Linked DNA regions of Gossypium hirsutum: region 1 is linked to region 2. The links are chromatin contacts, called in public Hi-C maps. All regions are on one chromosome and are shown on one strand. The core of a region is the stretch at or near the end of the contact, and the rest is flanking DNA. Distances in the headings are between cores, read along the strand shown.

Region 1 (5,460 bases), core at 798-3,297, 76 kb after region 2:
GAAAATTTGAGAGGAAATTCACAATCATTCCATAACGGTCCCTTTACACCCTTCCCGCTAGAAATAGGAGTGCATAACGGCAAGGGGTTGGTTGCCACTAGTTGTTATTGACACCATTTCAATTAACTAACAATGCTGCCCAAAACATAGCATTTCTAGCTACTCCATAGCATGAGCAAACTGCACCATTTCACTTAAAGTTCTACTAACCAAAACGGTGCGCAGCACCAATGGTCATTAAAAGTAAAATAAAACATAAATTAACAGAAACATTTTCATGCCATAACACTACTGCATTCCTCGAAACTTCCTTGTCCTCAATGATTGAAGTGGGGCTATTTTTGCTGCAAGTCGTGGAGCACCTCCCAAGTCGAGTCCTCAGGGAAAGTTATGCGGTACACAGTAGTTGTCCATGTATAAAGAGAGGCACCGTAGAGGCTCTGCCTCGTGGTTATAGTTGGTTGTATATGTTCTTGAATTCCCATCCTGGATTTGTAAATAAATTGTTGGGAATAGAGCTTCTAAGAGTCTGACAACAGCTATGTACAAGACGTATTAACAAAATAAATTATAAAATCCGAATTGTTAATGATGTACTTATATTGGAAATTTAAAGCTGATTAAGTCCTTCGGGTTAATGTAGTATTTGGTACCCGGACCCGATGATCGGGTTAGATAAAGGGTGTTACAAGCAAAGTCTTAAATTTGATGCTCAAATTAAGTTAGCTTTAGTGTCCGAATGTGGTATCTCTTGCTCGTGATGTATCAATTTATCCTGGGTGAGGGGAGTTACATATTCTGTCCATAATTTCATAATTTTATTTTGTCCATATTTTTTATGGTTTTTATTTTGTTCACTCTATGTTCTTTGAAAATAAAGGTGGTTTCATTTTTACTTTTAATTTTTAGTCATGTTTTTGCATATATGTGAGATTTGTCAATATAAGGGTATCGCTATATCTATTAGGAACTATTCTCGAAGGGCTTTATCATGATAGATCTTAATGATGGTGATAAATTTGAGATGATAAGGAGAATGATAGGCAATCTGAGACTTAGTCTTTTATGCATCATTGATGTTGTGGGTCTCTTAGGGTTTTTGACAGTCTTTTCTTTATTGATCAGAGTTCATCGTCAGGTTAATTTGATAATGGCGAGACTAGGATTCAAATTTATAAGTCTATTGAAATAAAAATTATAACCAATAAATATTTGACACATGTGCTCTAGTAACAAAAATTATAAATTTTAATTGAAATAAAGAAAAGCTTAAATATCAAATTAAGTATTATAACCACTCATACACTTAATTGACATAAAAGAAAAATATAAATTTTAAGCATTAAATTAAACTAAGGTATGGAATAAATATATATTGACCATTATTTTATATCAAATGGGACGAAAAGTGGGGACAGGGTGACCGCGCTTAGCTCAATTTCAAAAGTCTTCGTGCTTAATAAAATAGATAGCGGTGCTGGTCAAGCCAGATTTTTCATTTTCATTTCATAAAAACTAAAGCTAGCCAACTTTGACTTCAATTATTAAGTTAAAAAAATTATATAATGAGTACGTTTAATCAATGAATGCATTGAATACAATATTTTTTTAAAAAGAAACTTCATCATAGTCATATAAAAAAATTTAATAAATACTACCGATTATGAGGGAGAAAATATTTATGATTTGTGAAATAAAAATAAAATATTATTTGATGAAGTGAGTTTCTTAAATACATGTAAAATGAAAATATTTATTTTATATATGAAATGTCATACTTATATATTTGTTATTGAATTTGTGTTAATTATGGCATCTGTTTTAATAAAATAATTGGATAATATAGTAATACATATCATATGAAATAAAAATATTACTTTCTATTTTCTAAATATACAAGTCAAGGCAAAAATAATGGAAAACGTTTTGTCAAATTTACAGACTTCAAAGCCTTGAACATAAAATAAGTACGACGCCATTGTTGAATTTTAAGCAACGTCACACCTCCCAGGAGTTATAAACAGCAGAATCACAAAGAGGAGAAAACACAGCATCCCAATCATTGAAATCAAAAGAAAAAGCAAAAGGGAGGGCCTCTTTTCTTCACAACCACCATGAGCTGCGACTCTTCAATAACCAAGAGGTAACAAAATCCTAAGATTCCAAAAGTTCATATTTTAGATATTTCAATTCAATAAATCAGGTTAATTTTGAATTATTTCTATCTATGTTTTTTTAATTTTCTAATCATTTTGAGTTCGCCAATAGAATCATCACAATTTAAATCATGCTAAGTTAACTATTTGTATCATTCTCATTCCGTATTTGAATAATTTTCATTTAGGTCAATTCTTATTCAAGTTATATTTATGTTTAAGTTGAGTAAATTCAAGTTGTCGACTTTTTGAGAACAAGTTTGATTTGATTGAGTTTAAATTTAGATTATTCGAATCAAATTTTTAGATTAGGGTCAAAATTGACGAATCTAATCGAATTTAATACAAAACATTAAAATCAATATGATGTACTTCTGTCAAAAAAAACCTACTTGTATTAAACATGACAGTGTTTAGAACAGGCTTACCAATGTGTTTTCAAAGTGAAAGAAAGTTGAACCGAAAGTATACTTAAGCGTATTCATGTAATAAGTCCTTTAAAAATGATATTATATCTTTATTATTAAATGAATTAAATTAGTCTAGAGGTGAGCATTCGATCGAATCGAATCGAAAATTTTCGAGTTAATCGAGTTTTCAAAACTCATTTTATCATCCTAACTTTATTTAAAGTTTTCTCAAATTGAGTTGAGTGAGATGAAATTCGAATCGAATCAAATATATTTGTTCGAGTTAAATTTTAAAAAATAATTTTGGGTCCTTGTAACCACTATCACCCATCGTAATAAAATTTGTCCACCTTAATCTAATTTTTTATTAACTTTCACCACCTCATAATTTATTTATTAATTTTTTATATACTGGTTAGCTTCTTTGCTTGCTTAGTTGTTTCAATTATTTTTAGATTCTTGTCACTATATATTTTGGAATTAAAAAAATATTAAATGTAAAAATATGATTTTTTAATAAAATTTATTTTAAAAATAAAATGTGAAATTGATACCAATATAAAATTTTAACACGAATATTTTATGGCATAATTAAGAATTTAATTTTAATATAAATATTCAATATGACTAAACAACTCAATAATATAAATAATATACAATGTGAAATTTAATTTAATAATATAAATAGTAGATATAAATAAAATTATTACTATATATGTTTAGTGATTTTTTTTTGGATAATTTTAATTTTTTATTTGAGAGTAAAGGGTGAGAAGTAAAAGTTTGAGGGAAAGTAAATAGGGGAAGTAAAATTTTGGAGGGAAAATATTAAAAAAAATTGGAGGGGGGAGAGTTTGGGGTAGATGGGAGGTGGGATGGGAAGGGAATAAAAGTTTTAGGGGAAAAGTGGGAGGGAGTAAAAATTTGGGGGAAAATAAAAGGTTTTGAGGGTTTTGGGAGTAAAATTTTGAGAAAAAGTAAATGGGAGAGAAATTTTGATGGGAAATGGATTTTGGGTAGATTGGGTGGTTGGGAGGGGAGTAAAAGTTTTTGGGGAAAGTGAGAAAGAGTAAAAGTTTTGAGGGAAAAGTAAAAGGATTTGGGAGTTTGGGGTAAAAATGTAAAATATTATAGTTTGATATTCGAATTATTCGAGTTATTCGAATTCGAAAACTCAACTCGATTCGAACTCGAAATTTGAAAAAAAATCGAGTTGATTCGAATAACTCGATTAACTCGAATAACTAGATTCGTTTAACTAGAAATTATAATTTTTTTTCAATTTTTTCGAGTAGAATCGAGTTTTGCTCACCCCTAAATTAGTCTATATACTATTAAAAAGATCTAAATAATAATATAAGGACTAAATTGATCTATTATTGGGAGGGAAAATTATAAGTATTTACACTATCAATTAGTATCTAAACCTTGTTTCTTCTTTTTTTTTTTTTGTTACAGGCTGGATGGCAAGGTGGCACTGATAACTGGTGGTGCCAGTGGCTTAGGAAAGTGCACAGCCACACTTTTTGTCAAACATGGAGCCAAGGTTCTCATTGCTGATATTCAAGACGAACTGGGCGACTCTGTTTGCCAAGAGCTTGGAACTGAAAACATCAGCTATGTCCACTGCGATATAACATGCGAATCCGATGTTGAAAATGCCGTAAACTTGGCTGTCTCCAAGTACGGAAAGCTCGATATCATGTTCAACAATGCCGGCACTCATGGTGACAACGAAACAAGAGTGACACACGCCAGCACTGAAGACTTCAAGAAAGTGTTTGATATCAATGTGTTGGGTGGTTTCTTGGGTGCCAAGTATGCTGCCAGGGTCATGGTTCCGGCCAAGAAAGGTTGCATACTATTCACATCAAGTCTTGCTTCAAAAATCAGCTTCGGTAGCCCCCATGCATACAAGGCATCGAAGCATGCCGTTGCAGGGTTGACGAAGAGCTTGGCCGTGGAGTTAGGTGAGCATGGAATTAGAGTCAACTCTATTTCACCTCATGCAATTTCGACTCCAATGTTCCAAAAATCAATTGGGATACCCGATAAGAAGAAGGGAGAGGAGATGATTGCGGCTTCAGCAGTGTTGAAAGGCACTGTATTGGAGCCTGAAGATTTTGCACATGCAGCACTGTATTTGGCAAGTGATGAGGCTAAATTTATCAGTGGTGTCAACTTACCACTGGATGGAGGGTATAGTCTCAGCAATCAATCATGGAAGCTGGGATTCGCAGCACTTTTTGGATAAACCACCAAGTCCTCTGCTTCACTCTTTGAATTATATTCTCTTAAATAAGGAAAATAAAACTCATCCAAAATTACACACATGAAAAACTGTATTGTCGTATTTGATCAGTCTCCTGTAATGCTTTTGAAGTATCCTTTCTTTATCAATAACACTTGTTTTGCTGTTCAAATGAAAAAATTACTTCCATTTTCCAATCTACTTATTCTCTAAATAAGATAACATTACTAAATATACACGATAAACCGGTGTATCATATCATTAACTAGTTTCCACCAAAAACGATGAACAACGTATATATTAACTAGTTACAAAAAAAAAAGGATTATACCCAGTGATAGATTGTGCCATCTTCGAAAAGAATTTAGCATTGCCGTCGTGCAGTTCTCTGATCAATAGCCCTGTTTCTTGGGTTACTGGTAACGGATGATGGTTATGCGCTTCTCCTTCAGGTCTCTGCTTTTCTTTGTGCCGTGGGATCCTTTCCCCCTTTCTTTTGAAACCGTGAGTCTTTTCTTTTTATATTATACACCATCGGCAACACAAATCCAGTAACCGACCCCGAACTATCGCGTCGGCCGCCGTTACTAATAATTTGATTAACTGGGTTCATTTGAAGGTGATGGCTGGTGATGAAGCTTGG
Region 2 (6,276 bases), core at 1,156-3,655:
TCTTAATAATACAATAAAAAACCGAAAACTTTAATCTTTGACTGGTTTTTTCTTTTTTGTTCCAAAATCACATATATCAAAACCAAACAGAAATAATGTAGTGGTTCAAAGTCAAATAATTAACAACCACATGTATTCATAATTTTGGTATGGACAAAAACACCAAAGCAATTCACGCATATACATGTATCCATAATCAAATAGAAAAACTTACCTTGAATTTACCATGTAAATCCAAAGTTGTATTTATGATTAAACAAAAATTCACATGAATACTTGGAAAATATTTTCAAGCCAATAAATCTCAAAATCAAAATCATAATAGTTGGCATATCCCACAATTTATACAATAAACCACATCATCATAATTTAACCAAATATTTGGAACCATAAGATGCCAAAACCTAAGATTATAAAACCAAACTTAAAACCAAATTATTTAAATATGTATATAGTTGACATGTAAAATTGAATATATAACCATAGCAAATAGTAACAACAACAACAACAACAACAACAACAACAACAACAACAACAACAACAACTTCAACGATATCCATCAAAACTTAATTTCACCAATTAAACTATAAAAGATATCTTATTGAATAATCCTCAAAATCATTGATATATATAATATATATACAAAATTATAATAATAGAAAAATAATATTGGCTTGCCTTACATATTTCATGTAAACTCAAATTTATATTAATGACTAAAGACATTATCATAAAACTTCTTTATACGCACAAATACTTAAAAAAAATCCATAACCAACAAATATGAAAGAATCCCAAATTGTATAAAAGCCTTCGTATGCACAACTACTTATGAAAATTCATAGCCACCATATAACAATATAACAAAACCCAAATCTATTATTCCTAATACTCGAAACATAAATTTCAAAGATATTACCATAGATAATCAAAATTAAAAAAATTGATTCTAAGAGTTGAACACATATTATTGCAATTGAAGAATAACAGTCAAACCAACTTTCATGAAATCAAGAATGCACAGATTCTTAGTTTTGGAAATTCTAGAATAATAAGTTCACTTAATTCCTCATTATCGATTAACAATGAAAGAATATTGAAACATAATTGAATCTAATCAACAAATAATAATTGAAGCTGTATGAATACTCAAAATATATATGTCTGCAATTTATTTAAAATATATAATAATAAACTAAAGAAAAAAAAAACAGCTTGCATTTAATGCACTTCAAAACCAAATCTGATTCTCGTTTATTTTATTACAAAGAATATATAACACAAGCAAAGCCTTTATATATACACGCATGTCGCATTAAAAAAATCAAAGTAATACTACTGAAACATTAATGACCGAACCTTAATTGCACAAATAAATAAACAGTGCATTAAAGCGCCAAAGAATTCTGATGAAATAAGCGAAGTTATGCCCAAAAAAAAGTACAATCAACAAAATTTACCAAACATCAGTGCAAGCGTAGATTAATATATAATTGAGAATAGAGATCTAATCACACACTTCTTTTTTAATATAAATAATTAAATTGAAAATTTAAACCCTAATTAACATAAATCCAAAAGATTTAACATGTATGATAAAAAAAACCGAATCTAAATATCAAATCCATAAAATTTGAAAAAGAAAAAAAATCGAATCAACTCAAAAATAATAAAGAATCAATTCGTTCTCAATGATTTAACATAACAAGGCTCTAATACCACTTATTAAAATTGTAAAATAAATCTAAAATAAAACTTAATAAACTAGGATCTGTCATGTCAAATTATCAAGAACAAATCAAGAACAAAACTAGATGCAGAAGTGTACTTGAATCTATAAATTCCTTGAAATCTACGGATCTTGGGGATTTGGTCTTCTAAATTAGCACACAAGAAATTCAGAGAATATTTGCTCTCCCTTTTCTAAGGATGGGATATTAGAAAAGATATCTTGTTATGTAATTTGGGGACCATAACCCTAATATTTATAATCTTGACATATTAGTTCTAACTCCTAATTAGCCCATCATTAATTAGAATTTGATTAGAATTCAATTACTAGAGTACCTACACATATTTGACCCATACTTTATTTAATAATTAAAGCCCAATAAAATTCTAACCAAATTAGATCATTTTTAATTTGGGCTAACTTATCATGATAGTAAATAATAATATGTAATTACCCTTATTATATATGTGATGTCGATATTTTCCAACAAAGGGATGATGGTTTAGCCTCTTGGGATTATTGAGAGGAAATGAGAGAAATTCCCTCAAATGCATCCATTAACATCAGGTAGTCTAATGGAGAGTTCAATCGGACAGTTAAGGATGGATGGTCCCTCCCATTGATGGAATGAATTACACGGGTGGTTGGACTGAACAATCATCGGATGATATAAGGCATAGCGTTGTTCTTTGTCTTTGGTTAGCTCTTGTGCTGCCACGCACCCTAATCAGGGTAGGAGTATAATACTTGTTTTGTAGAAAAACTGAGTAAATAAACATAATTGATGACAAAAATAATTATTTTGGTTAATAAACCATAGAGTAAGAAACAATTCAATCCATGTTAATTTATTCCATATAACATTCAGCAAATGAGGAAAACTAAAGCAACGTTGTCTTTTTGTTAATAAACGATAATATGGCAAGAAAGGATAAATGTAGCTGGTGAAAAACATAGCCACGAGTAAGTGCACAATTGATTGGATTTTTCTAAAAATCCTCAAAAATTAAAAATTGTAAAAAAATCATATATATATATTATTAATAAAATTATTAATTATTAAAAAATATAATTATTACCAAAATTTCGAAAATAAATCTAAAAACATTCTTTTAAAAATATTAAAAATATTTAAGAAAATTCAAAAAGCTTTCTTTAGAGAATTTTTTAAGCATTTTAAATTGTTTAAAAAAATATGGAAATACTAATGAACTTTAAAACGCATATTCGAAGTTTTATAATTTTTTTTTGAATTTTTAAAATTCACCCAATCGAGAAAGGCATGTGTATAGATGATTTTCACAATTATCATTTATTTACTTTATTTCATTACATAAACTTTTATAAATATTAATGGTGTTTTCAATCGTTTTTATCTACTCACTTTTGAATATCATACAAATTAAATCATCTTGTTTAATTTGAGACGATGGAAATTATTAATAATAATTATTCAGTTAATATTAATATTAATTATTTTTTGGTGAAAAAGTAAATACAACTCAAACGTTAAACATTAAAAGAATCCTTTCTGAGGGGATCTTCAATCAACGGTAAATCAATTTTTCGATTTTGTCTGTGAATTTTTTATTCTCCCGAAGACTCCGGTATTTTAAAAACTTCAATTGAAGGCCCGAGTAATCCAGAATAACTGAATTAATTCACCTATACAAAGATTTGTTGGATATTTATTCCTTACAACTTCAAAAGCTTTTTGAGGTAAATTTAAGGTTAAAATCAACAGAATAGTTAGTTGTATGATATTTTAAATATTGGATAAGGTGTTGGTATTCATCACGCATTTAATTTTGGGTAAAATAAAATAAATACTCAGGCATTAATGGATTTGAAGAAAATCACGCTGAAACTATAAATTCAACCATCTAAAAGTACAATCTTAATAAAATTGTTTATTAAAAGTTGCAACAATAAGTTTGTCAAACTCATTATTACCCCGTTGAATTTTAACTCGATTCACATCGGTATTATTGTCAGTGCCGTAGAATATTAGTTTGAGTGTGTTGAAGCGCATTATCCTCCTATTTAATGCAGGGGCGAAGCCAAATCAATCTTTTAGGGGAGCCGAATGAAATCTTAATTTTTTATAGTCTATATCTTTATAATTTTTATAATATTAGGGGGACCAAAGTATAATTTTACCTTTATTAATTTAAATTTTTTAAAAAAATTTAAGAGCTTAAATAATAATTTTATATTTAGGGGGGTTGGGCCCATGCCAGCCCTCCTCTAAATTTGCCACTGATTTAAGGGTTGGAGTAAGGTTATAAATAGTTATATACATTCTTTTATTTTGTCAATTATAAATTTATAAAGAGGATGAAAACTCAAACTATAATATAATTATATTATGGCAATATAAATATACTGATATTTTGTCGAGAAATCTTTTATAAATCTAAACCATATAATTTTAGTATCATCATTTAAAAATCATAATGTTTTACGATTTTTCTTTCTATCGGCAAAGATCCATTTAATTTGTAAAGATTATTATTATTATTTTTTTCAAAATTTAAATATTAGAGCTTTCAAGCCATTGCTGAAAGTGGTAGAGATTAAATATAGAGGTGTAACAAATGGATTTGCACATTATGGTAAGGTCACCAACTCTCTTTTATTTCTCTGAAGTGTAGTTTGAAATTATAAATTAGTGGGTCATATGAATAAAATCAACAAATGTTATTTTGATAGTTAAATATTTGGAGCCCAATATTTATATTCCATCAATTCCCTCTATAGAAAAGGATGAATTCCCTTAATGCTTACATTTTATACCCTTTATTTCTTCTTTTTCATGTAGATATTAATGTTTAAATTCCTATCTTCCCTGTTAGGTATTTTAAAAAAAATACTAAGGAGAATGGCACATAATCACAAAATAGAATTTTTTCTCCATACCATTGAAGTTGTTACGTTTTGATTTTTTAAGTTCAACTTTTACATTTTATTTTTCTAAATATATTATGGATATAAATTTAAAAATTATATTAGTGCGAGCTACAACTACTAATGCTACTCGCAAATTTAATAAAAATTAACGTAAAAAGATTTGATCTCTAAAGAGTTTGATGAAAACAATAGTTTTATTTGTATACTTCATTGCATACCTTTTTAACTTCTTATTTTAGAAGGGTTGTATTTTCATGCCATTTGTTGAAGGGTATTATTGTTAAAATGATGATTACTCATTGCTTGTATGTAGATTTGTTCATGGACTGAGCCGGGACACAATCCTATTCCAAAATAAATTCAAGCCTAGACTCGTTTTTAGCCAACCTAACTTATCTAAAAAACTCATTTCACTATTTAAAATTTAATAAAATATACAAATATTTTCATATTACTATTCTATATTTTTATTATTAAATTTAATTTTTAAAAAATATTTTTTTATTTAAATTGATTTCAAATCGAGTGGACTACTCAACCCATGGAGAAACCTACTAGTGTCACAGGGCTAGACCTTTCGTCTTGCAATCCGTGCGGCCTTAGGCGATCTGTTCGTCCAAACTCGCTTAAGTCAGCCTTTATGCCCAAAAGTGAGGATTCTTTTAAAACTCCTCCAAGGCACCAAATTGAAGAGCGGAAGCGATTTATGCCAAAAGAAGAACAACAAAAAACAACAAAAAGAACGCTCGCAAAGTGTTTGAGTAAATGCTCTCTATTCTTTTATTCACAAAGAATAATGAAACAATGAATGGAGTGAGTACAACTGAGGGGGAGGCTTTCTATTTATAGTTGAGCTCCCCCAAAACCGACGGTCAAGATACAATTACATCGACGGACGAGATTAACCATATCCCTTTATTTTAGGGATTTACAAGATATGCCATATCAAATCTAATCTAATCTTTACAAGATATGATTCCCTCTATCTTCTAAGATTAGTTACCATATTAGCCTAAGTTTCCATATCTTCATTATTGAGCCAACCAGGCTTCAATCTGATAGGCTTCTCCAATAGCTCTTTGAATCGAGCCAGTTCTCGTAGGTCAAATGATCCCCATCTGAGTAATAGACCCCCATTGGATGTATTTGGTGTGATGGTCAAGGGCTTTGAACTGCGGCCCGTGACATTCTCCCCCACCCATTCTCGCAACGTCCTCGTTGCGACTTCCAAATGGTGCTGACTTGATTCGTCTCGATCTCGTCTCGATGCCTTAGCCTTTCCATTCCTTCGGGACTTTTGCCTCGGCTTACGTCGCTTCTTAACTCGAATCGTCCTACTCGTTTGTACATCTGGATGACAAGAAGTTATGTCACTCTCTTGTCCACATTCTAACCTGACTCGAACAGAATCCTCTTGATTCACCACACTTGGCTTCGCTTTACCCATAGTCTCTCGGCCTATTTGCTCAAGAACTTCTAAAGGGCCCCTACGTTCTTGCCAAGTCAACAAGTTAGAATGCAAAACACTATCACAGTGTTCGGAATGTACCTTCGCATTTACTTTGGTCAACTGTCCCACATGCATCACTTCTTTTTCCTTGAAGTCTGATACACCACCCACCTCTCCTATAAGT

Evidence for each region. Hi-C and Micro-C count contacts between places; a contact is called where the count stands out from the background.
Region 1: a contact with region 2 is called in a Hi-C map of leaf, with 1.9 times the contacts expected there. The contact joins the promoter of LOC107928224 here to the enhancer-like site in region 2. A contact is called at or near these places in 6 of 34 Hi-C or Micro-C datasets (all in leaf).

What each region holds. Positions count from the first base shown.
Region 1 is chrD01:62,073,290-62,078,749 of Gossypium_hirsutum_v2.1, forward strand. LOC107928224 (secoisolariciresinol dehydrogenase-like) reads left to right here and starts at 2,048. Exons shown (of 2, transcript NM_001398442.1): 1 at 2,048-2,143; 2 at 4,025-4,997. The coding sequence starts at 2,115. The coding sequence ends at 4,820.
Region 2 is chrD01:61,996,661-62,002,936 of Gossypium_hirsutum_v2.1, forward strand. No RefSeq gene overlaps it. Among protein-coding and RNA genes, the nearest start is that of LOC107928135, 12 kb to the right of the region's middle. Within about 2 kb of position 2,406, at least 1 of the 9 cell types and tissues checked has an H3K27ac peak or open chromatin away from gene starts, as enhancers often do. A contact at or near this core is called in leaf, where this site is marked.